Regions from separate parts of the Mus musculus genome. Here region 2 is linked to region 1. A link is a contact called in public promoter capture Hi-C data. All regions are on one chromosome and are shown on one strand. Each heading gives the region's core, a stretch centred on a gene start, on an enhancer-like site or on the middle of the called end of the contact. The rest is flanking DNA. Distances are from core to core; before and after follow the strand shown. Region 1 overlaps Pld1 (phospholipase D1). Region 2 overlaps Pld1 (phospholipase D1).

Region 1 (7,201 bases), core at 1,198-3,697:
CTCAGTGACACACCTTCTCCAACAAGGCCACACCCACAAATCCTTCCCAAGCAGTTCCACCACCTGAGAACCAAGCATCCAAACATATGAGCATATGGTGGTCACTGTCACTCAAATGACCCAATAAATAAATACTCAACTTGTTATGGCTAAGAATTGAAGATTCACACCATGTGTTTCCAGAAAAGGTGGTAACTGCACATGAATTTATGGGGAACCCCCCCCACTTATTCTTGTGTAAAAAGTATACTACTAAGCAAGGTGATATGAACATGTCAACAAGGTAAACTGAGCTCACCGATGTTTTAGTGGATGAAATAAATACATACCCCAAGACACAAATAGCATTCACCAGTATTAAGATGACATAAAGAAATATTTCCTTTTAGTGATTCAGAAAACCCAAGAAGAGTGTTTTCATGACCATGGAGTTTCCTTTAGTAAAGCACACATGAGGAAGGATACAGCAAGGACAAGGATGGTGGTGACAATGCTCAAAGCAGCCAAAGTAGCTCTTGCCCCCTGTTATCATCGCCCTGCTGTCATCACCCTGCCATCAGCCTGCCATCACCCTGTCTCATCCTTGGCATTCAGGGTCTGGTTTATATCTTGGAGAAATCTGTACAGATCTTAAGGATGCTCCCCTGTGTAACCCAACACCACATGTCTGACCAAGAAAAAACAGTTCTGGACAACTTCAATACCAGTAGCCACTGGGCTCTGGCAAAACCCAGGGGGCCAGGCTCCTGAACCTCCCTCTGCAAGACTGAGCAGAGTGTGAAAATTTTATTTTCTTACTCCTTATGAAGCTTAGCCTGTTGAGGAAAGTTAAATGAGATTTTTTTTTTTTTTTTTTTTTTTTGAGACAGGGTCTCAGGTAACCCAGGCTGCCCTTGAACTCCTGATCCTTCTGACTCCACCCCACCAGTTCTGGGATTACAGACCTGGTAGCTTTGAACTATTTCCACTACGGTTGCTTTCTTTCTTCAAGTGCTTAGCTAGAAGAACTTGATTCTCTTACATAGACGATCAACAACAAATTTTCCCAGATATCTAAAATCTGTCTTCACACACGTGAACGGACAAACAATTCACATTGTAACAAGTGTAGGCCACACACAGAGCACTTCTGTGACTCTGCAGGCTCACATCCAGCCCAAAGGAAGCTGGCAAATGCACATGTGCAATCTCTCCCTGCATTCTCAGCGGAATTAGCTTCCCCAGGGGTGGAAACCACAGAATCGCATCTATTTAAGCTTCCCGAGGCAACATAAAAGCCATCCAGGATGCTTTGTATGGTTATTTAATACAATTTAAGAACAACAACAAGAAGAAACAAGTGGAGAGCATCAGAAATGACAGTCCAGATGCTTAAAAACTGGTGTCATGGGTACTGGCTTCTCAGTGTTAATTTACTCCTTCAAATTCTATGTCGTATCCACAGAACTTGATAATACTAAAACCCAGCTATAATAAAAATAAACAGATAAGACTTGTCTTCTAAAATCCATATCAAGAATTGCTATAAGCCCAGAGGAAGGTAAGGCATATTAGAACAACTGAGAACCAAATACAGATCCCAAAGTCAGGTGTGTGAATACGAGTCTCTCGTTTATGACAATGACAGAGATTAGTGAGATCAGATTCTTCAGTCAGTGATGCTAAAGTTGACCATTCATAAGGAAATATTAATCAAAATCAGACCTTCCTCTCAGGTCTCCCATAAAAATTCTTCTAGATTATAGTCCTTTGTATAGACAACATGTGTATTTAGTATTAAAAGTCTAAATGTGCACAACAAAATTCTAAAACTTTGAAGTAAAATATAAAAGAACTGCTACTGGGACCTTAGGAGAAGGGATAGTCATATAACACAAAAAATAGAAACCAAAGCCAGAAGAGGAGACTCAAGCCTTAAATCCCAGCACTCAGGCGAAAGAGGCAGAAGAATTGTTGCAAATTTGAGCATAGCCTGGGCTACATAACACAACCCTGTCTGCAAAAAAATTAACCAAGCAAACAAATCAATAGGAAAAATCACCACAGAAATGCTGAGAATTTCAACCATGCAGAAGTTTAACACTTTAATAGACAAGAGTCAAAACTCTATGCATTGAATAAAGTAGATCCCAGATTGAGAGAAAATATATACAAATAATTTCTACAAATATGAAAGAAAAAAATTCAGAGACAACAGAAGTATGTTTGGGTACACATCAGCATTGGAAGTAAATTTAGAATGATAGCCCTTTAGTCACCCCGTCTTTCTGGCATCTCAGTGTTCTCAATGGAATAAAAGAGGTCACTTCACCCCAGTGGACTGCTAAGCTTTTTGCAAGGCCACAGCTACTACTGCATGCTGCTGAGGAAATGAAACTCTCATCCACTGCTGATCAGAACAGTAGCTGAAACAAATGTACTGAAGCAATGTGGTAGCTGCCGGGGAACCTAAAGATGGCGCAACCTACCGTCCCACAAGCCTTCCCCTAAGCACAGTCATAACTTCCCATCCAAGAGGGCGTGAAAAAACATATCCAAATGGGCTTTGAGGCAACTCAAAACAAAGGAATCTGGGTAGATAAAACATGCAGCCTCGAGAGTAGACAAACTCAGGGCCAAGCATGGGGGCGTGTGGGTATAACCCTGGTACCCAAGCAGTCGGAGAGCAGAGAACAGGAGTTCAAGGTCATCCTAAGATATACAAAACACTGGAGTCCATCCCAGGCCACAGGATACTCTGTCTTTAAAAATAGAATGAAAGTGTGTATAGGAAGCAGAAGCAGGGAGAACTCTGTGAGTTCAGGGCCAGCTTTTGTCTACATAGTATAATCCAAGACAGCCTGAACTGTAAAATACAGAGACTTGCAGTGTATGGAAATATATATATTTTACAAAAACAAACAAACAAAAAAGCCTATGCCACACAGGAAAAAGAGACATCAAAATTATGTTTAAGCAAGGTGTGGTGGCACACACAAAATTATGTGTAAGCACCCAGATGGCTGAGACAGGAGGATAACCTACAAGATAGTTTGTCACAACAAATGTATCTCTAGACATCAATAGGGAAACAATAAAGACAAAGTGAGACCTCCAGCTTGAAAGAGACTAGTGAGCGGTGTGTGCTCCTGGGGCATCTGAGAACACATCACAGTGGTGTTAGTGAGCGGTGTGTGCTCCCGGAGCATCTGAGAACACATCACAGTGGTGTTAGTGAGCGGTGTGTGCTCCTGAGGCATCTGAGAACACATCACAGTGGTGTTAGTGAGTGGTGTGTGCTCCTGAGGCATCTGAGAACACATCACAGTGGTGTTAGTGAGTGGTGTGTGCTCCTGGGGCATCTGAGAACACATCACAGTGGTGTTAGTGAGTGGTGTGTGCTCCCGGGGCATCTCAGAACACACCACAGTGGTGTTAGTGAGTGGTGTGTGCTCCCAGAGCATCGAGCACAATTATTTCCTGGTCTGACTACCAGGGTGAGTGATGCACCAGCCATCATTCCTCACATTGTCCCAGGGGCCTGATCATCCCATCACCCTCTTACTTCCTATCACGTACTACCTCTTCTTCCTTGTCTGCCAGATGACACCTTCTAAGCTCCTCTTAAAGCTTTCTGCTTTTCCCTCATCCATTCTGCAGAAGCAAGAGGCCATGTGTCCATCCATTACACTCCATGGTGGATGGAGCTCTACTTCTTTGGGGGCACCTTCATGTGCAAGGCATGTGAGATATGCCTTGCCTTTATTGTGATCTCTGGGGACCAGGTCAGCTGGATCATCCCCCAAAGATGTTCATGGTAACCAGTTTTTTCCAAATAAAATATACTAGTCAATTGAAAGGAAAGACATCTGAATCTACAGTTTACCCTCTCCTCAGCCTCGCATCCATCCTTACACTATAGCAATGTGCAGAACACATGCTCACCTGGCTCCTGGTATTGATGCTGCCATGTATTGGGTATCTCCCAGACCTTGGACTCCATAAGTATGGAAGGACAGCCTTCAACATCTCATCCTCCTGCTCCTACCTCCTGATGGTTTTGATTACAGGCATAGCCACATCAGGATTATGTAACACTACAGCTAGGCCCCTGAGCCTTCCACATTCCAGACTAGCATCCTGCCAACCAGGCTGATTTATCAGTGGCAGAACTGTAACCTTTTAAATCACTTAGGATATACTGCATTAATTTTTATATTACTTCACTTATAGTATACTGTATTAAGTTTTAGATTATAGAATACTTATAAAATACTATATTACCTTCTATGTCATATTTTATGTTGTGTTTCTTAATCGCACTGAATTTGGGGGTTTGGTTTTTTTGTTTTTTGTTTTTTCCATCTTATAATTTTACCGCATAGGATGGAGGACTAGTGCATATGAAATACTTCACCCTGTTCCTGACACAAAGTGTGATGTCACACAGGTCAATGTTACTAACAGTTAGCAATGACTGTCACCAAAGCATGTCAATCATTGAGCACTAACAGTTCAGTCAAGTGAAGTGAAAAATTAAAAACAGCTAACAGACCTGCTTACTCAGTGCCAAACAGAACGGTAGCCCAGCACAGCTTGCCTGCCTGCCTGCCTGCCTGCCTGCCTGCCTGCCTGCCTGCCTGCCTGCCTGCCTGCCTGCCTGCCTGCCTTCCTTCCTTCCTTCCTTCCTTCCTTCCTTCCTTCCTTCCTTCCATCTCCAACAAGGAAATCCAACAGTCTTCTCCTTACTGAATGGAGGTTACTGACTCATGATTTCTTCGTGTCCTGGATGAGCTTCTGCCCAGAACCACTGGTCAAATCCTTACGGTAGACGTCTCTGTAGGGCTGTAGCCCGTTTTCTTCTTTGACCCCAACACTACTCTTTTTTTTATAATATTTTTTTATGAGGTATTTTCCTCAATTACATTTCCAATGATATCCCAAAAGTCCCCCACACCCTCCCGCCCACTTCCCTACCCACCCATTCCCATTTTTTGGCCCTGGTGTTCCCCTGTACTGGGGCATATAAAGTTTGCAAGTCCAATGGGCCTCTCTTTGCAGTGATGGCCGACTAGGCCATCTTTTGATACATATGCAGCTAGAGCCAAGAGCTCCGGGGTACTGGTTAGTTCATAATGTTGTTGCACCTACAGGGTTGCAGATCTCTTTAGCTCCTTGGATACTTTCTCTAGCTCCTCCATTGGGGGCCCTGTGCTCCATCCAATAGCTGACTGTGAGCATCCACTTCTGTGTTTGCTAGGCCCCGGCCTAGTCTCTCAAGAGACAGCTATATCAGGGTCCTTGCAGCAAACGCTTGCTAGTGTATGCAATGGTGTCATCGTTTGGAGGCTAATTATGGGATTTAGTCTTTGCATTCAAACTTTAGAAACAGATCAGCTCTAGGCTGATGGTAGCACATGCTTGAGATCCCAGTGATTGGGGATCTAGATAAGCAGAGCACTGGGGGGGGGGGGTCTGGCCAACCATCCTAGTCAGCAAGTTCTAGGCACCAGGGAGACCTCTTCACAAATAAAACAAGGTGGATATCTTCTTGGTTGCCACCTCCCCCCACCCCTGCCCCAAGAACAAATTCTGTCTGTTGTACCTCATGTCTTTGGTATCTGTTGAAAAGGACAGAATTAAGCAAATTCCATTCTCAGTAGACATGGTATGTGTGTATTTATAATGAAGGATAGGAAGTTAATATAATATAAATCAATAAGTTCCTATGATTCATGCATTTGGTGGCAAGCACTATTAAAATATGAGGGAGGGGCTGGAGGGATGGCCCAGAGGTTAAGAGTACTGGTTATTCTTCCCAAAAACCTGGGTTCAACTCTGGCATACATCTGACAGCTCACAACTGTCTGTGGCTCCAGTTTTAGGGTATCTGACACCCTCAATCAGACATACATGCAGACAAAACACCAATGCACATAAAGTTAAAGAAAAAAAAAGTAAAGGTATGAGAGAAACTTCAGAGTGTCTAAGCAAACCTCGGTAAGCAACCCTTGTATTCACTGAAGCCAGCATGCGATGGCCTGGGAGTCGTTTAGCCCAGCTTCCTTCAGTGTCCTGTGAAGACAGAGGCTGAGACTCACTCAGAAGAAACGTAAGAGACTAGAAGTTGGCCTCTCCATGGATTGCCTGCCCAAACATGTTTCAGGAGTGGATTCTTTCCAAAGAATGAAGCTTGAGCCACCTCTGCAAATATGTCAGCAAGCCAACTAGACAGGCAGGATACAGCGATTTAATCTGCTCAGCTTTCAGACTCCGCCCTCGGGATGTAGACTGGCTGCTTACTGAAAAGAACCAGTTCTGTCCTCACTCTAGAAGCTTTGCTGTCTTGCACCATGCTAAGATGCAGAGCTATCCTGAGAACAACTACCATCACAGACACCCTGCCCCAGGAACAGGCAGACTCAGGCTGCATCCCTGAAACAAATAAAGTGTGCTGCACTATATGATGATTCAAGCCCAGAATCCCAGCACTTAGGGGCTATGACAGAAAGATTGCTGTGAGTCAAAGGCTAGCCTGGGCTATGTTGTGAGTTCAGGTCAGTGTAGGCTAAAGAGTAAGACTCTCTGTACAGAGTGAGAAAGAGGGAGGAGGGAGGGATGGAGGGAGACAGCAGGCTGCCAAACTAATAAAATGGGGTTGAAATTCATCTGCCAACGATGAATCAGCCGCACCATCTTGCTTTCTGGCCAGGCCACTTTCCATTTATCAAGCATCTTTCCATTTATGGTGCTCATTCTCTCAAACTCAGCGTATTGTTGAGCACCACACTATGGGTGGGATGTAAATGGCGATGCCTTTTACTTTTCAGTGGAAGGGGGGTGGGGGGGTGGGAGGACCTTCTCACGCTCCCTCGCCTTACTTGGGCAATGGACTCCTTCCTTCCCAAGTCTCTGGAGGAGCCTCCCCACTGCCCTCTACTGTCAGCCACCGGAACTTATTTCCAACCCTCCTTCCTCAGCTCATTCGTCATCAGTTCCCTGGCCAATGTCTGGCTTTCCCTCGTCCCTTAAGGCGTAAGCACTCTTACATGGAAGGCAATCCCACTCTAACACTTCTCTCTTACTGTGAGTCCGTGTTCAAACTTCTGAAAAGCGTCCGTTCCCTTGCCCAGATAGATGGGACTAGTCATGTTTTACTCTGTAGTTCTGAGCCTTCTGATGCACTCACTGCCCCCTCCCCATGGTTTTGCCGTCATTAGAG
Region 2 (7,201 bases), core at 1,836-4,335, 99 kb before region 1:
GTCTATTTATTTATTTACTCACTTACTTATTTTGAGGGACAGAGTCTCACTATGCCTGTCCTAGAATTCACTATGTAGACTGGGCTGGTCTTGAACTCACAGAGTCCTGCCTCTGCCTCTTCATTGCTGAGATTAAAGGCACATACCATCACACTCAGTGGGTCCTATAGTTTTTAAAACTAACAAATCCTCTAAAACCTTATAAAAATTATATTTCCTAAAGTTCCTTAGCATGAAATTTCCCACTTTTAGTTGTACAATTCAGGCCTGGGACTAAGGTTCAGTGGCAGAGTACCCACTTTGTGTGTACAAGGCTTTCTATCCAATCTCAGAAGTACAAATAAATAAAGACTATGATTCAGTAGATGGATTTTTTTGATGGTTTTGTTTATTTTGTTATTTTGGTTATTTGTTTGAGAAAAGGTCTCACCATGTAGACCAGGCTACCTTCCAATTCTACAAGACCCATCTCCCTCTACCTCCCAAGTGCTGACTCAAAGTCAAGTACTGCCACATACCACAGATTTTTTTGTTTGTTCGTTTGAGGCAGATTTTTGAGATTTATTTTTCATATATCCCAAGTTGTCCTTGCACACGCTGTATATCTAAGGATAACCTTGGATGACCTTGAGTGGGGATGACCTGTCTATCTAAGGATGACCTTGGATGACCTTAAGTGGGGATGACCTGTCTATCTAAGGATGACCTTGGGTGACCTTGAGTGGGGTGGCCTATCTAAGGATGACCTTGGATGACCTTGAGTGGGGATGACCTGTCTATCTAAGGATGACCTTGGGTGACCTTGAGTGCGGATGACCTATCTAAGGATGACCTTGGATGACCTTGAGTGGGGATGACCTGTCTGTCTAAGGATGACCTTCCTCTCCCTCTTCTGAATGCTTAGATTACAGATGTGCACCACTGTACTTGGTCTGTGTTCTGAATGTTTGGATTTTTAAGAAGTATATTCACAGTGCTATGTAGCCATCACCATGACCTAATTTTAAGACATTTCTTTTCTCTCCCCATGCCCACCTACTTGGCATCCAATTCTACCTACTCTCCTCAGACCTTAGCAATCACCATAAAACTTTCTTTCTGTTGCTATGGATTCACCGAGTAAAGATATTTCATAAAAATGCAACCGTATAACATGTGGCCTCTTGTGCCTGGCTTCCTTCAGTTAGGCCAGTACCTACATGATTCATCCATATTGTAGCACATACTGTTTCATTGCTTTTTATAGTTTATCAGTACTAACCCATCACTATGATTGACAGAGAATGGCAGAGCAGGATATCTGATGTGCTTTTCTGGCCTTCATGTAATTGATCAGTTATTGGACATTGTATGGTTTCTGGCTATTTTGGCTATGACCACTCACTCATATGCAAATTTTGAATAGATGCAGTATATATATATGAAATAAGAGAAAATTTCTGGCTTATTTATTTTCAAATAACACTGTACCAATTTGAATTCCCAACAGCAATGCATGAGGGTCCCACTGTTCATACGTCCTTGACAATACCTGATGTCATTTTAGCCATCCTAGAGGGGGTCAAGGCATCTCAAGGTGAGTTTCACTTGGTTTTTCCCAGTGGCAAGTGATATTAAACATCTTTCATGTATTTACTAGTTATGTCTGTATCTCTTTGAAATTAAATGTCTATTTAGGTATTTTATTTATTTTAAAAATGAGCTAATTCTCTCTTTTACTATGAGTTATAGGATTTTTTTTACATGGTCTGAATACTGGTCCCATATATATATGAGGAGCAAACATTTTTCTCTCGTTCTTTCCTTCTTTTTTTCTCATACCCACTTAGAGTGTATGTGTAGAAAGAGTTGTAGCAGTGTTTCCTTCCTCATCTAGAGTTGTCTCAAAGATCACAAAGATGGTTATGTCATGGGCTGTTTTCACTAAGTATAAGAAAGTGCTATGAGAATCCCTGGACTTCTGTATAAGCAGATGCAATAGATAGATAACCGCCGGCCTGCCTCATAGACCTGTTTTGCTCATCCTTAAGACAGAGATGACCTGTACGGGGCTGTGCTGGGACAAGTGGAGAATGCATACAGACAGTCCTTGTGAGACTGCTCAGCAATTGTTGATATTATAAAAGTAAATCAATCAATAAAAGTTGCAGAGTATTTCTAGTGTTTCTTACTCACGTACCTCATGCATGGGTGTTTTCCTTTGAACACTGGTTTGGGCAATTTAATGAGAAAAGATGGTTTCCCTCTGTTGAGCATTTCGTGAGGTGGCTTACATGTAAAGACACGATGTGACATTCACATTGCCAGGATAGTTTTTTGTTTATCCATTTGAGATGTGTGCATGACGGGTTTTCTAGATTGGTTAAGTAGGAAGGTCTACTCCTACTAGTGTGAGCACCATTCCATAATCAGGCTCCAGACTGAACAAAAAGGACAAAGGGTATGTCAGCATCCTCTCCACCTCTAATCCTGCTAACTCCTGATGTTCCCTAGAAACAATTGCAGAAGAAAAAAAAAGCATGACTTACGCTCTGGCTTTAACTGTTCAAGGATGGAGCTCTCCCCTCTGCACATGGTTCTGAAAACACGGAAAGAGACAGTTACAGACGTCCCCACATGTGTAAAAGCACAGTTGTGGAGGTTCCCCACACATGTAAAGGCACAGATACAGAGGTCCCCATACCTGTAAAGGCACAGTTATGGAGATGCCCACACATGTAAAGGCACAGTTATGGAGATGCCCACACATGTAAAGGCACAGTTATGGAGATGCCCAATAACCAAGTCTGACACCAGTACCTGTGGACATGACCCTAACCCAAGCAGAAACAGGACATGTACTTTCATGAGAAAGTGCTATGCCCATTTTCAAAAGTTAAAACTGTAACAGGAATTTTTTTGTAATGTTACTGAAAAAAAAAAACCAAGGTAGTTATTTTGAGGTGAGCTGATGGAAGAGTTATAAAACTGATCCAGGTTTTAGGGAGAGAGATGGGCTCTGCATGAACTTTCCCTTAGAAAACCTTGTGACGGGAACGATAAGTTTGGGAGTGTTCCCAGATAAGAGCACTTATACAGTCATCCTGCTTTCGGGGGTGAAAAGGGCAAACTTTTGGCAAAGCACCAGGGACAGAGCAAACTATTTTACTGGGCTATTTCCATCGAGTCAGCAAAAACCTGGACATGAGAAAAATCAAGGTTTAAATAACTGGCTCTGCTGAGGATTTTTGGTCTCTCAAGCTGTTAAATATTGATGACTCTAACGGACAAGCAAGGGACACCAGCCATCCTGAGGTTCTATCATGTCACAGGGGACATTTTCTTCAGTGGCATGCCACCAGGATGCTCACGCCGCCACAAATCACCTCTCACGAATGCAACCGCAAACAACACTAAAGGAATTCACAGGTTCACAAAAGAAAGAGGAAGGAGAAAGCAAAGCAGAAGAGAGGCTAGTTGGAAAGAGGTCGAGGTGGCCTGAGTGAGAGAGGACAAAAGTGGGGGGTAGATATGATCAAATTATTAGATGCTTGTAAGAAAATGTTATAGCAAACACAGTATTATTTACAATTAGTATGTGCTCATAAAAATTTTAAAATTAAAATTGAAAATATTTGATCTGGAGTGATAATAAAATTATATAAAAAGGAAAGAAAACAAAAATTCTTTGTTCCATCTGCCTGTTGTATAAAAGTAATTAACAATACAGCATGCCTGGGAAGGCTGATAGCCTTCAAATAGAGATGTTTTTCATAATGAAAGGTTATAGTTTGGGTTGCTGAACAGCAGCCAAATGTGTATATCATTCAGCTGGTTCAAAAATATCAAGAAACAATCATAGGAAATAATCACAGCAGACAATATTCCAAAAGTAATATTTGAATTGCCAAGAAAGCAGACAGAGTGCAGTTAAACATCACCAACTATGACAGGGCTATGTCCCACATCAGACAACAGCAGAGATGAACCCATCTTCAGCCAGAATGTGTAGAGCAAAGGCTGTCATTGTAGCCAGGTGGATTCACCCCTGGGAAACAGCATTAGTACTAATCATTCAGGTAAAATCCTGGCAGGTGAACAGGCACAAGGTAGCAGTCAGTGGGAGAACAAAACCAACAACTAGGCAGGAAGACCGGGGTTGTCCCCAGCACTGCAAACCAGGCACGGTGACAAACAGCACTTGGAAGGTAAATGCAAGAAGATCACAAGTTCAGAGTCAGCCTCAGCTACACAGGGAGTTTCAGGACATCCTGGGCCATCAAACACTACCACAATCCCACCCAAAGGCACCTCAAACTGTCAGAGGCAACTGGGGTCCTTTGAAGCCAAGCAAGGTGCATGTCGCCCTCCACCCAAGTGTGCCCAAGGCCCTGAACCCATCTCTGTTTGGTCCACTATAAAGTCTCATTCTTCCCCCTCATAACTCCTAAAAGGATGATTAGAAAAGTGTAAAACACAAAGAACATATTCAGGTTGTCCTCTCTGCTCTAACTGAAAGCGCTCAAACTGTACCTGGATTGTGTTCGCACTTACTTCTCCTGTTTTATTTTTCTCTACTTCCTGGAAACAATAAAGGGATTAGTGCATAGATATTTTTCACTAATATGATATATTAAAACGAATACAAAAGAGGCACTAGCTGGGCCTTCTGGAGGCAGAGGCAGGAGTGTCTCTGAAATTCAAGGTCAACCTGGTCTACATAGCAAGTTCCAGGCAGCACATAGTGAGATGGAGAGGGGGAAGGAAAGGAGAAGAGGGGAGGGGAGGGAAGGAAAAGAGACAGAGACACAGACAGAGACAGAAAGAGACATACACAGAATGACTAGTTTTTTGGTGCTGTTATACTTGACAGAGCCACCATGGATAACTGCGACATCTGAATTTCATTACCCTGTAAAGACTAAGGTTTAAAAGCGCATTACTGAGCAAATAAGTAGAAACACTGTAGCTCCCTCCTTGGTGTTCAGGGTACCTGTAGTTGAAGTGCATTATTGCCTGTAGAGCGTTCCCCCCGCCTGTGGAAATGTCTCCCTCGAATCCCGGCAGCAGCGGTATCACAATGTACACCCGATATCTCTGGCCTTCCCTGCAAAAGAAAAATAAAGAAATAAAACCAAGTAGCAGCTACATCACCATCCAAGCAGACCATGGGGCTTTGGGGACAAACGAAATGCCTCCATACAGCCTTCCTCACTCAGCTTGGATGACTCTTGGATCCCAGCTATCACTATGGGATCTGAGCGCTATGCTGTATGGTACACTTAATTGGGCAGTAAAGAGGGAAACGTGTCTGCTTCCGCTTCTCCATTCATCATCCTTTGCAGGACAGAAGGCAGTTTAAAATAAATCTTGCTGATCTCATGAAAGAGGGTGTAGGAAGTGACTTATACCAAAGTTTAGAAAAGGGTGTTACCATAATGAGACTATGTAATTTTAAATAGGATTTTATTTAAATATGTGTATCCATATGTGCAGACATAGATACATAGACATATATATATATACATAATTACTATTAAGTTATGCAGTCCACAGCTTGGCAAATTGTGGGCATTTGATTCATAACTGTGGGGGTACCGGTACCTATGTCTTAGAAGCAAATATACACATAAGATTCAGTATGTTTTTCAAAACAGAGTCATCGGTATTTAGGAATGCTAAGGTTCCAGCCAGAGAATGTTACTGGGAATTCTTCAAGAATTCTGAGTGACTAGTTGTTATTTTTTATTTTATTTTTAAAACATTTATGCACAGGTGTGTGTATGTGTGTGTGTGTGTGTGTGTGTGTGAGAGAGAGAGAGAGAGAGAGAGAGAGAGAGTATGAAAACAACTTGTGAGACTCACTTGTCTCTTTCTACCATGTGAATCCTGGAGATTGAATTCAGAGTATTGCTCTGGGCAGCAAGCATCTTTACCGTTTGGGCTATCTCAATGGCCCGTACTTTATTTTAAAAAAGGACTATTATTGTATATATGGAGCATAGGCACACACGCTACAGCCCATGTGAGGAGTTCAGAGAACAACTTTATGGAGCTGGTTCTCGCCTCCCACTGTTCTTTCACATGGACTCTTGAGACCGAACTTAAGTCAGCAGACATGTGTGACAACCACCTTTTACCCACTGAGCAAGTCCCAGCCAGTGTTCATTTTCAAATCCCCAGCTTATAGAACACAGTATCTTCAGGCCACCTTTTATAGGAAACCGAAGCTTCTTAATGACAGCTAGAACAATAGAAGAAAATGCAGCTCTTTCTTTTGATGTGTATTCAGAAGCCCAGAATGCTATGCTCTGATAGACACATCAAGCCTTTTGACACCAAGGCAGGACATTGTCATCGACTAAGGCTATGCTGGAGAATGGTAAAATGGAGTTAGTGAAAACCCTCTCATAGTGCTTTGTGTGAGTTTAACATTTTGCATCAGGCTGACTTTATAGCTATCCTTGACCACAGGCTAGATAGCCCACTAGGCAACATGTACAGCGAGAGTCCCAAACTCTTAAAGCTTCTGGCTTTGCTTAGGAATACACGGGAAAGAGAGAAAGCTTGAGAGAGATGCTGGATACCTCACAGTGCACAAATACAGTTTGCTTGAGCACATTCTCTCTGCTGGCTAATTCTCAAGGGTCATCCTGCTTAAACCATTTATTATACCTAATGGTCATAGTTCGTCTTCTTGTGAACAGAGGAAGAGACCCTTCTTGTGAGAATTTTCTCTGTTCTAATGGTCAAACCTGACAGGTGGGTCTGAATGTCCATATATTCATGACAACACAGGGCAGAAGTGACTATCAAAGGGACCATAGTATGAAAAGTCAATGGCTGAGAAATGAGGCATTTGAGGGAGACTGCTGCAATGCCAAGGATTACTCACTAGATGGCAAACGTAGTTTGAGTTGGGAAGAATACAGAGAAAATGTGAACAGCCCTGGTTACTGCCTTGGTTAGGCGACAAGGCACAGTCTTTAAATGGTAAACAGGACACAGGAGAAGAACAGGAAGCCCTGAGCTACTTTCCCACAGTCCACATTTAAAAGACTGCATGAACCCAAGTGGACACTTAACTAAAGTATATTCCTGTGAGACGTCCCATAGTCATTCCAGTGATGTCCACAGTACCCCACCCACGTGCTAATAAAGCAAGTCAGCTGAGCTCCTAGCCAGGATGGAAGCACTTCTAGGTCACCTTGTTCATTGGAGC

What was found. Capture Hi-C pulls out chosen DNA fragments and counts their contacts.
Region 2: a promoter capture Hi-C map of adipose tissue shows a contact between it and region 1. The contact joins two enhancer-like sites. A contact is called at or near these places in 1 of 15 datasets of contacts at CTCF or cohesin (embryonic stem cells), 19 of 484 Hi-C or Micro-C datasets (the HL-1 cell line, embryonic stem cells, erythroblasts and 1 more), 1 of 115 datasets of contacts at active chromatin or transcription factors (embryonic stem cells) and 1 of 9 other capture datasets (adipose tissue).

Annotation. Positions count from the first base shown.
Region 1 is chr3:28,007,612-28,014,812 of GRCm38.p6, reverse strand. The region is part of intron 2 of Pld1 (phospholipase D1); the gene reads right to left. Among named protein-coding and RNA genes, the nearest start is that of Pld1, 73 kb to the right of the region's middle. Within about 2 kb of position 2,447, at least 31 of the 459 cell types and tissues checked have an H3K27ac peak or open chromatin away from gene starts, as enhancers often do. A contact at or near this core is called in adipose tissue, where this site is marked.
Region 2 is chr3:28,107,620-28,114,820 of GRCm38.p6, reverse strand. Pld1 (phospholipase D1) reads right to left here. Exons shown (of 27, transcript NM_001164056.1): 22 at 4,973-5,086; 23 at 2,529-2,578. Among named protein-coding and RNA genes, the nearest start is that of Gm42196, 65 kb to the left of the region's middle. Within about 2 kb of position 3,085, at least 4 of the 459 cell types and tissues checked have an H3K27ac peak or open chromatin away from gene starts, as enhancers often do. A contact at or near this core is called in adipose tissue, where this site is marked.